Linked DNA regions of Podarcis muralis: region 2 is linked to region 1. Evidence: chromatin contacts called from public Hi-C data. All regions are on one chromosome and are shown on one strand. Each heading gives the region's core, a stretch centred on a gene start, on an enhancer-like site or on the middle of the called end of the contact. The rest is flanking DNA. Distances are from core to core; before and after follow the strand shown. Region 1 holds the start of WDR12 (WD repeat domain 12). Region 2 holds the start of CYP20A1 (cytochrome P450 family 20 subfamily A member 1).

The links. Hi-C and Micro-C count contacts between places; a contact is called where the count stands out from the background.
Region 2: a Hi-C map of blood shows a contact between it and region 1, with 12 times the contacts expected there. The contact joins the promoter of CYP20A1 here to the promoter of WDR12 in region 1. A contact is called at or near these places in 2 of 3 Hi-C or Micro-C datasets (blood and tail).

What each region holds. Positions count from the first base shown.
Region 1 is chr1:127,299,139-127,304,099 of rPodMur119.hap1.1, forward strand. WDR12 (WD repeat domain 12) reads right to left here and starts at 3,290. Exons shown (of 13, transcript XM_077918169.1): 1 at 3,158-3,290; 2 at 2,206-2,300; 3 at 766-860. The coding sequence starts at 3,198. CARF (calcium responsive transcription factor) reads left to right here and starts at 3,237. Exons shown (of 16, transcript XM_077918147.1): 1 at 3,237-3,336.
Region 2 is chr1:127,524,632-127,529,729 of rPodMur119.hap1.1, forward strand. It overlaps CYP20A1 (cytochrome P450 family 20 subfamily A member 1), which reads left to right and starts at 1,870. Exons shown (of 13, transcript XM_028701916.2): 1 at 1,870-2,039; 2 at 4,633-4,682. The coding sequence starts at 1,968.

The DNA of each region.
Region 1 (4,961 bases), core at 2,040-4,539:
CCCACCGGAGTGGTACCTATTTATCTACTTGGACTTTGACGTGCTTTCAAACTGCTAGGTTGGCAGGAGCAGGGACCAAGCAACGGGAGCTCACCCCGTCACGGGGATTTGAACCGCCGACCTTCTGATCGGCAAGTCCTAGGCTCTGTGGTTTAACCCACAGCGCCACCCGCCTCCTGCACTTAGTCTACTATATACTTATTTAAGATTATGATTTGTATGTTGCTTAGGAAAAGCCATACATAGATACTGAAAACAAAACAAGGTGGTCTCTTATAAGAAATCCTTATTTTCTTCCAGTTCCCTCTGCCCCCCTGAAACCAAGGGGGCAAATTACCTGCACCAGATCCTGGCTAATTCAAGTAAGGGACTCAATTCTGGGCCTCTCATGAGAATGGAAGGGCTTTTTGGTCCAATGCATTCAAGACCATCTCTGCTGATAGAATGCTTTGTTCCAGCGCCTTACACTGGCTACTGCAAGCAGCAAACCCATGACTTATGGGAACAACAGAGGCCTCTGTAGCAGATGTGGGCTCCCAACTGCACACACACTTTTAACCAATCCTAAACCCCCTCTAGCTAGCAGCTCTGAAGGATAGAATTGCTCGGTCATACATTTGCAGGCTAGACAGCCTGATACAATAATTGGGAGTTTTGCACAAATTTAACTGGATGATTCTATATTTCTTACTCTCATTATCCAGAGCCTATACTCTACACACACACACACACACACACACACACACACACACACACACGACTTACAGTTGAGATATTTTCCACTTCCATGTGCCTCACCAGGGACATGCGCAAGAACTGTCCGTTAATAAGGAAATCAAATTCCACATATTTGTGGCCTTCTAGAGACAAAGAAAACACAAAGTGTCAGGTTGCATAGCTTATACGATACTCAGAAGATGCAGTTTACACTGTACATTTGAGAAGTCTTGGTGCCTATGTCTAAAATGTAGCCTTCAGTTATTCCTGTACAATACACACTCATATTACCAAGTTATCACAGGCAACCAAACTTTATCCAGGGGAATACAAAAAATTCTCAAGTTTTTTGTTAGCAGATAAGATTCAGCTCCCCAAACCAGAAGTTATATCACTGATACACTTTACATATTGAGCAAGTTGGATGTTACAGCATCTTGGTTCCAACTGTAATATTCTTTGAACCCCCAGACAAAATACATTTCTCTGGGCAAGCGATCATGAAGAAACAAAAAATAATCATAGAGATTATCAGAGATTGTGCAGAGATTTTGTCTATTTGAACATGTACCCAAGGAAGGCAAGGGCCAACTTTCTGGACAAGAAACTTACTGTGTGAAATGGCCCTGTGACCACAGCATGAATACAACTGGGTACCACAGTGAGAGTCAGTATAATGAAGTAGGCAGTACTAATTTGATCTGTGGGACCCAGAATGGAGAGATCAAACCTCTCCATTCTTAAGGAAATCAGCCCTGAGTGCTCACTGGAAGGACAGATCCTGAAGCTGAAGCTCCAATACTTTGGCCACCTCATGAGAGGAGAAGACTCCCTGGAAAAGACCCTGGTGTCGAGAAAGATTGAGGGCACAAGGAAAAGGGGAAGACAGAGGATGAGATGGTTGGACAGTGTTCTCGAAGCTACCAGCATGAGTTTGACCAAACTGCGGGAGGCAGTGGAAGACAGGAGTGCCTGGCATGCTCTGGTCCATGGGGTCATTGTTATGTACTGAAGTTCTCACCCTGGGTTCAGATTGCTCCTTGTAAAGATCACTGGAGACCCTTGGCTAAGTCACTGTCTCCCAACCTAGCCCATACGACAAAAAAACTGCTCCAGGGATAACAGTGTTCTGACACTTTGAGATGAAGCGTGAACTACAAATGTGATAAATAAATAATTCATACATAATCTACAAATTGACTTGTGCCCCAAATTGTGTATCTCCACTCTAGTGTGCTTTGCTAAATAAGATATGCTTTGGGAGGAAGGGTTGAATATAAATGTAATAAATTAATGTGCGTTTATACGGAATTTGCTGAGGTGATATCTATAGCATCATGTGTTTAATAGCAAAAATTAATTCTGTAAAACTGTAAACTGTGATTAGTTGTATGTGTGGTAACCACATCTACAGACTCCTAAAATTAACTCTTGACTAATAGCAAGGGAGCAAACTTTTAAAGCCACTTCCCTCAAACATAAACGTACCATTTTTTGCTTCCAGCAATTTGTTGATAACATTACTGAGATCAGCAACTTCAGAAGCAGCTGGGACAGAGAAAGGAACATCATCTACTGCGTATCTGTGGAGAGAAAACAGTTGCACACAGTATTCAGAAAAGGGTAAAATCAATCTCAAACTTCCACCATCGTCTTCATGGGAAATATTTTACCTTTTAAGAGCAGACTCATGTACTATACTATACCATCGTATAGGTATGGTAAAGGACCCCTGGACGGTTAAGTCCAGTCAAAGGCGACTATGGGCCCTGCCACCCATATCAAATCCCAGTAACATCTACCCCCAACCTGAATGACAAACCAAACCCAAGAGAATTGTTTTGGAATCAAAACAAACAAACAAACCATCTGTGGCACTTTAAAGGCACTTGGCACAAGATTTCCTGAACTTTGCATATGCTTTGCATATAATTGCTAATTACAGGTAGCAAGCTAACTAGTCTATAACTAGTTGGATTGGAGGTAAGGCCCTTTTTGAATATAGGGATGACTACCGCTGTGGCCCAAACTTTGGGAAATAACCCAGGTGAATCAATAAATGAGAATATTACCACCACCAGGGAGGCCCATCAGTCAATGTTAGATTCTGGGGGGAAATAATCTACGCCTGGTGCTTTATTGCTTCTTAACTCTGAAATAAGGTTCTTGACTTCAGTTATAGATACTGGAAGACAATCTGGTAAGTTTCCAAAAGGTTCTGTTATTTGGTTGACCCCATCACCCTGCCCCTGATAAGAATGAATTATAATATTGCATACACGTACATATACATCTATATGAATGAATGGCTGAGGCCAAAAGACCATAAAGTGCAAGAGGCATGCCAAAATGGACTTTGCTTAAGAGCAGCGCTTCAACCACAGTTGCCATTGCTGAGATGACCCAGTTATGCCCTTCCAGACCCCGGCGATGTACTTACTTCGTGTCCTCAGTGAAGAAGCGAGCCTGAAGCTGCGCCATTTCAAAGGCTGGGATATTTCTGTCTCTCCCCAGAATCAGCAGCGCCTCGTCCCACGTGGCTTCAGAGTTGCTTCCGCCCTCTGCCGTGGGGCCGATGGAGTCGCCTCAGCGAGCGATTAGTTTAGTCTGCCCTTAAAGGTAAAGAAGCAGCTTTTATTTTTTCCTCCCTCTCTTCTCGCCCCCCCACTTCCTACATAAGCCACGAAGTCGATGGGTTGTTGTTTTTCAATTGGTTCCTCCGTGCCCCAAAAAAGGCGTACACTGTATTTTAAAAAATTATATTTCCCTCTCCACTCCACCCCCCATGGATCCTGGGAGCTGCAGTCCCGGAGCTACAATTCTCAGGAAATTAGTTCTCAGGGTGGGGGAAATGTGCTTTGTGCTGTAAACTTATGCTGGGTTTGCAGCCTGTTATTCCTATTTATACCCATCTGAGTTGAAGGAAGTTGGGTAATATAAAAATAAAACTCATATATATATATATCTATTATTTCTCTCTCTCTCTCTAGATATATATTTGAGTTATTTTTATACTACCCAAATACCTATGTGTATATGTATGAAATGTTTATTTAATGATCTCAGGGCAGTTCACAGCATAAAAACACAAAGTTCATAAATGGGAACAAAAAAGAAACAAACTCATAACACCTCCCCCTTCCAAGATGCGTGTCTGCGCGTCTACAAACGTGCCATGCATTTGGCAACGTTTCCATTTTAATAGCAGCCCGCAAACCAGCGTTCATTGCCATTCCGTACCTCTGCAGAACTGGGCACACCTGAGCGTACGGAAACCCTTTTTAAAAAAAGCACCTTCAACGCAAAGTAGTAGAGATGTAAAAATAATGTACGCGATAAAAATGTGATAAATACACCAACTGAAGGGAGGGAGGGAAGTCAAGACTCGGCAGAGCCAAAGGGAACATACTGTGATTGTATGGACGGATGGAAAAAGATATAATAATAATAATAATAATAATAATAATAATAATAATAATAATAATAATAATTTATTTATACCCCGCCCATCTGGCTGGGCTTCCCCAGCCACTCTGGGCGGCTTTCAAAAAAATATTAAAATACTGTAATACATCAAAGGAAATAATATTTCATTTAAAGGAAATAATAAAAATTTATTCTGGGAAAAATAAATAAATAAAAGCACCCATCAGCGAACCCTCTCTCCCTTTCTGAAAAAACCCACACAAACACGTGGATACTCCAGTACTTCCGGGTTTTCTACGGTGCCCCGTTGGCTCCCGTCGCAAAAAAAAAAAAAACCCTTCGCCTTCGCTTGCGGCGGCCTGGTGGGCGCGGCGCGTGCGTGCTGCTGCGCCTGCGCCGTCCGCGCGGTCTCCCACGGCGGTGCCCAAGACGAGGTTGAGTAGACTCGTTCTGAATTTTCCCTCCTCCCCCCTCCCCTCCCTCCCCCTTCCCCCCTCCCCACCCCCTGGCTGGGCTCGGGCGCGCGGCAGGCGCCGGTCGCGTCACTCACGCTGCCGCGCGCCCTGGCCCGCCCTGCCCACCTCCTCCTCCTCAGGGAAGGAGGGAGGGAAAGAGGGAGGGGGGGGCTGTTTCTGCCTGGCAGGGGGAGGGGCTCGAGTCACCCCCCCACCCCAAATTGGGGCTTAATATTCTGGTGGAGGGGCGCCCCCTCCCCCCACAGATTCCTCCCCCCCCCCCACATTCCACCCCCCAGCTCAACTTGCTGTGTGGGCAAAAGCCACGACTCCATTATTATTATTATTATTATTATTATTATT
Region 2 (5,098 bases), core at 620-3,119, 220 kb after region 1:
CTGTCTACCAGCTCCACCTGGTACGCAGACTGAGACCCTACCTGCCTGCGGACTGTCTCGCCAGAGTGGTGCATGCTCTAGTTATCTCCCACTTGGACTACTGCAATGCACTCTACGTGGGGCTACCTTTGAAGGTGACCCGGAATCTGCAATTAATCCAGAATGCGGCAGCTAGACTGGTGACTGGGAGTGGCCGCTGGAACCACGTAACACCAGTCCTGAGAGATCTGCATTGGCTCCCAGTACATTTCCAAGCACAATTCAAAGTGTTGGTGCTGACCTTTAAAGCCCTAAATGGCCTCAGTCCTGTATACCTGAAGGAGCGTCTCCACCCCCATCATTCAGCCCAGACACTGAGATCCAGCACCGAGGGCCTTCTGGCAGTTCTCTCATTGCGAGAAGTGAGGTTACAGGGAACCAGGCAGAGGGCCTTCTCGGTAGTGGCACCCGCCCTGTGGAACGCCCTCCCTTCAGATGTGAAGGAAATAAGCAGCTATCTTCTTTTTAAAAGACATCTGAAGGCAGCCCTGTTTAGGGAAGTTAATATTTAATGCTGTATTGTTTTTAACATTTGATTGGAAGCCGCCCAGAGTGGCTGGGGAAACTCAGCCAGATGGGTGGGGTATAAATAAATTATTATTATTATTATTATTATTATTATTATTATTATTATTATTATGTGACGGCAGTGAGCTGCACTTGTTCTTTAGAGCACCTCAGTTCCCAGGCAGATGGTATTAACACATTTTAAAAAGTGGACAATCTTGTTCATAAATCAAGTGAGCTATTTATTTCACTAATATTATCACTGAAGAGCCTCATACCTGTTCTGTTCGGACATACCAAACTGGTTTGTGGTACTGTAGATGAGAACCCAAAGAGGGTTTGAGTTTCCAAACGTAACAAGCAACCATAGTTTAGAGATAAACATTTATTCCAGTTTTCTGTCAGCGGGTGGCGCTGTGGTCTAAACCACAGAGCCTAAGACTTGCCGATCAGAAGGTCGGTGGTTCGAATCCCTGCGACAGGGTGAGCTCCCATTGTTTAGTCCCTGCTCCTGCCAACCTAGCAGTTCGAAAGTACGTCAAAGTGCAAGTAGATAAATAGGTACCACTCTGGCGGGAAAGTAAACGGCGTTTCCGTGCGCTGCTCTGGTTCGCTAGAAGCGGCTTAGTCATGCTGGCCACATGACCCGGAAGCTGTACGCCAGCTCCCTCGGCCAATAAAGCGAGATGAGCGCCGCAACCCCAGAGTCAGCCACAACTGGACCTAATGGTCAGGGGTCCCTTTACCTTTAATAATGGAAAACCGATTGGTATAGTTTCTGTAAAACATGCAGGGATACAAGATATGCAAAACGAACCATGGAAAGAGAAAAAGCGAAGTCACTGATATCTCAAGGATGCAAAGTGTCTATCTGAAACTGTAAAACAGAAAATTTAATAAAAATATTACACAAAGCTCTGGTTCATAAGCAACCGCTGCAAGACTTTTTGTACCGGAGGGCAGCGGAGCAACCTGCGAAGGAAAAAAACAAAAACCGTCGGCGAGGCAATGAATACTGGCCAATGAATTTTGCTGCAGCCGTCCTTGCAGCTTCGACGGGATCCAGGGCTTCAGGAAAGCTTTGTAACCCAAAACCTAAGAAAGGGAAAAAAGCAACAAGGATCGCTCAGTGCAAATGCACCGCTTTTCTTCCCGGAAGGCGTAAGGACGCCAGACCAGGCGCTGCAGGAGCTGCGCGCGGAGAGGCGATGCAAGCGCACCTTTGGGCGCAGCTGGGACTGGACCTCCATCAGCCGGGTTGGGGGTGTGTGCGCGTGCACGCGCGTTTCCAGGAAAAGTCCCGCCCCCCTCCCCGCCTTCCTCGCACAGCCGATAGCTCGATTGCTCTCGCCTCCCCCGTTGCTCGGATCTCCGCCCTGCTGCCACCCAAACTCGGGCGAGGAAGGGCTGCTGCTGCTGCCATGCTGGACTTCGCTATCTTCGCCGTCACTTTCCTGCTGGTCCTGGTGGGGGCCGTGCTTTACCTCTACCCGGTAAAGGCTGCACCGCGCGCGCGCCGGGAGATCAAAGGGGAGATCAAAGGGGTTCTAGAATCTTGGGGCGCCGGGAGAAAGTGCCCGCGCGGAAGCGGGCGGCGCGTCCCCCGCAGCTCTAATGGCTTTACTGGGGAGGGAGTCCCGTCGTGGGGTTTTGAGTTAGTGTAACTTAGTTCCGGGTGACCCTGCACCGGAGGTAAAGCATAATAATAATAATAATAACAACAACAACAACAACAACAACAACAACAACAACAACAACAACTATTTATTTATACCCCGCCCATCTGGCTGAGTCTCCCCAGCCACTCTGGGCAGCTCCCAATCAAGTGTTAAAAACAATACAGCATTAAGTATTAAAAACTTCCCTAAACAGGGCTGCCTTCAGATGTCTTTTAAAGATAGGATAGCTGCTTATTTCCTTCACATCTGAAGGGTTCCACTAGGGACGTGGGTGGCGCTGTGGGTAAAAGCCTCAGCGCCTAGGGCTTGCCGATCGAAAGGTCGGCGGTTCAAATCCCCGCGGCGGGGTGCGCTCCCGTTGCTCGGTCCCAGCGCCTGCCAACCTAGCAGTTCGAAAGCACCCCCGGGTGCAAGTAGATAAATAGGGACCGCTTACTGGCGGGAAGGTAAACGGCGTTCCGTGTGCTGCACTGGCTCGCCAGCTGCAGCTTGTCACGCTGGCCACGTGACCCGGAAGTGTCTTCGGACAGCGCTGGCCCCCGGCCTCTTGAGTGAGATGGGCGCACAACCCTAGAGTCTGTCAAGACTGGCCCGTATGGGCAGGGGTACCTTTACCTAGCTGCTTATTTCCTTCACATCTGAAGGGTTCCACATGGTGGGCGCCACCACCGAGAAGGCCCTCTGTCTGGTTCCCTGTAACCTCACTTCTCGTAGCGAGGGAACCTCCAGAAGGCCCTCGGAGCTGGATCTCAGTGTCCGGGCTGAACGATGGGGGTGGAGACGCTCCTTCAGGTATACTGGACCGAGGCCATTTAGGGCTTTAAAGGTCAGCACCAACACTATGAATTGTGCTCGGAAACAGCACAAGCAGATATTTCTCTATCGGAGATTCCTGCATTGCAGGGAGTTGGGCTACTCGGAAGTAAGTCCGAAGTTCTTCCCCTCCAACGATTCTGGCCGCAGCACTTGACCCATAGCTGTCAACCTTTCCCCCCCCTTTTTTTTTTGCGGGATATTCCCTTATTCCAGCGCTGCTTCCCGCTGCTATCCCAGATTGTTAGATATCCCGTAGACTGTCCCCGGGACGGGTGAGGCTGCTGATCCCTTATCTTCGAGTCTGCTGATCCCTTATTTTCAAATCTGAAAGTTGACAGCTCTGACTTGACCCCTCGCAGAGAAATTCCAGCTCTGCGCCAACTCTGAACAGACTACGGGACCCAGAATCCTTTGAGGGAGGGGACGCGCCTCCAATACGCTTTAAAGGCGTTTTTTGCAAAGTTGGGACTACAGTTCCCATCATCTCTGACCACTGTCGCAGCTTGTTAAGGATGATGGGAGTTGTAGTCCTCCAAAAAAAAAAAAACAGACGGAAATTCGAAATTCTGGCGAAGTGTGTACATGTACAGCTGAGCAGGGCAGAAACCACAGGAGATGAAAGCAAGGTGGTCTTTTTGAGGAGGAGGGTACTAAACTTCGGAAGCAACTTTCCAGTAGGTAATAATAATAATAATAATAATAATAATAATAATAATAATAATAATAATTTATTTATACCCCGTCCATCTGGCTGGGTTTCCCCAGCCACTCTGGGTGGCTCCCAACAAAGTATTAAAATACAGTAGTTTGTTATACATTAAAAGCTTCCCTAAACAGGGCTGCCTTCAGATGTCTTCTAAAAGTCAGATAGCTGCTTAGTTCTTTGACATCTGATGGGGGGGGGGAGTTCCACAGGGCGGGTGCCACTACCAAGAAGGCCCTCTGCCTGGTTCCCTGTAACTTGGCTTCTCGCAGGGAGGGAACCGCCAGAAGGCCCTCGGCGCTGGACCTCAGTGTCCGGGTAGTTTATCTTTGGCTATGAGCTATGGCTGCAGATGTGCGACCTGGTGTTCTGCACGTTTAACGGGAGTAAGGCCCTCGCTGAAGTCGGTGGGGCTTTCCACTTAGTACAGGTACGCAAGTTTGCTGGCTGACAATACGGTCTTAATAGTTGTTTATTCAGAGGTTGGGTGCAAGGGGGCCTGCTCCCTCGCGAGTGTGTTGAGGATCACAGCCGTTCGCGGAGGAGCCCACCATCTTCCTAGCAAGCCAGTTCTACTCTGACTGGCGGTGGTTGCCCTGATTCGAACTCGGATCACGTTTCACATACAAAGGGTCCCGCTTTTTTTCAGGGGTTGTGCTGCCGTTTGATATCTTGAGTTGATCTATCTTTCTGCCCTTTGAGCATTTCAAACTTGGGGAGGGGGAAATATTTTTAGATATCCACTGCTGCTTTATAATGGTCTCACTTAGTACATCTGTAGTAATGTGCAGCACGTAATCTTGATGATCTGTTCAAGCCTCCGTTTACGTGGCTGAATTCCATCAACTGTGGATTGTGGTTATGATTACTGCTCCTTTCCTTCCTTAGTCTTCCAGACAGGCTTCAGGTATCCCAGGGATGACTCCGACGGATGAAAAGTAAGTAGCTTCTTACATGTTCGATTGGGGCAGCGACGGGAAATCGTGTCTCCAGATGTTGTTGTGCTACAACTCACATCGTCCCTGACCATTGGGCAAGCTGATCAAGGCTGATGGGAGTTGGAGTCCAGCAAAACTTGGCAAGCCGCAGGTTTTTCCACGCTTGATCAAGGGCGTGAATCTTTTCCCCTCTGTGCACAGAGAAGTAATATTTTTGTGCACAAATGGGGTATGTTCTGATCTTTCTTGGGAGCTGCTGATAGGGAAAGTTCCTATGGGGTACCTGTGCCGCTGAAGGACCAGGTGCGCAGCCTGGGAGTCGTTTTGGACTCACAGCTGTCCATAGAGGCACAGGTCAATTCTGTGTCCAGGGCAGCTGTTTACCAGCTCCACCTGGTACACAGGCTGAGACCCTA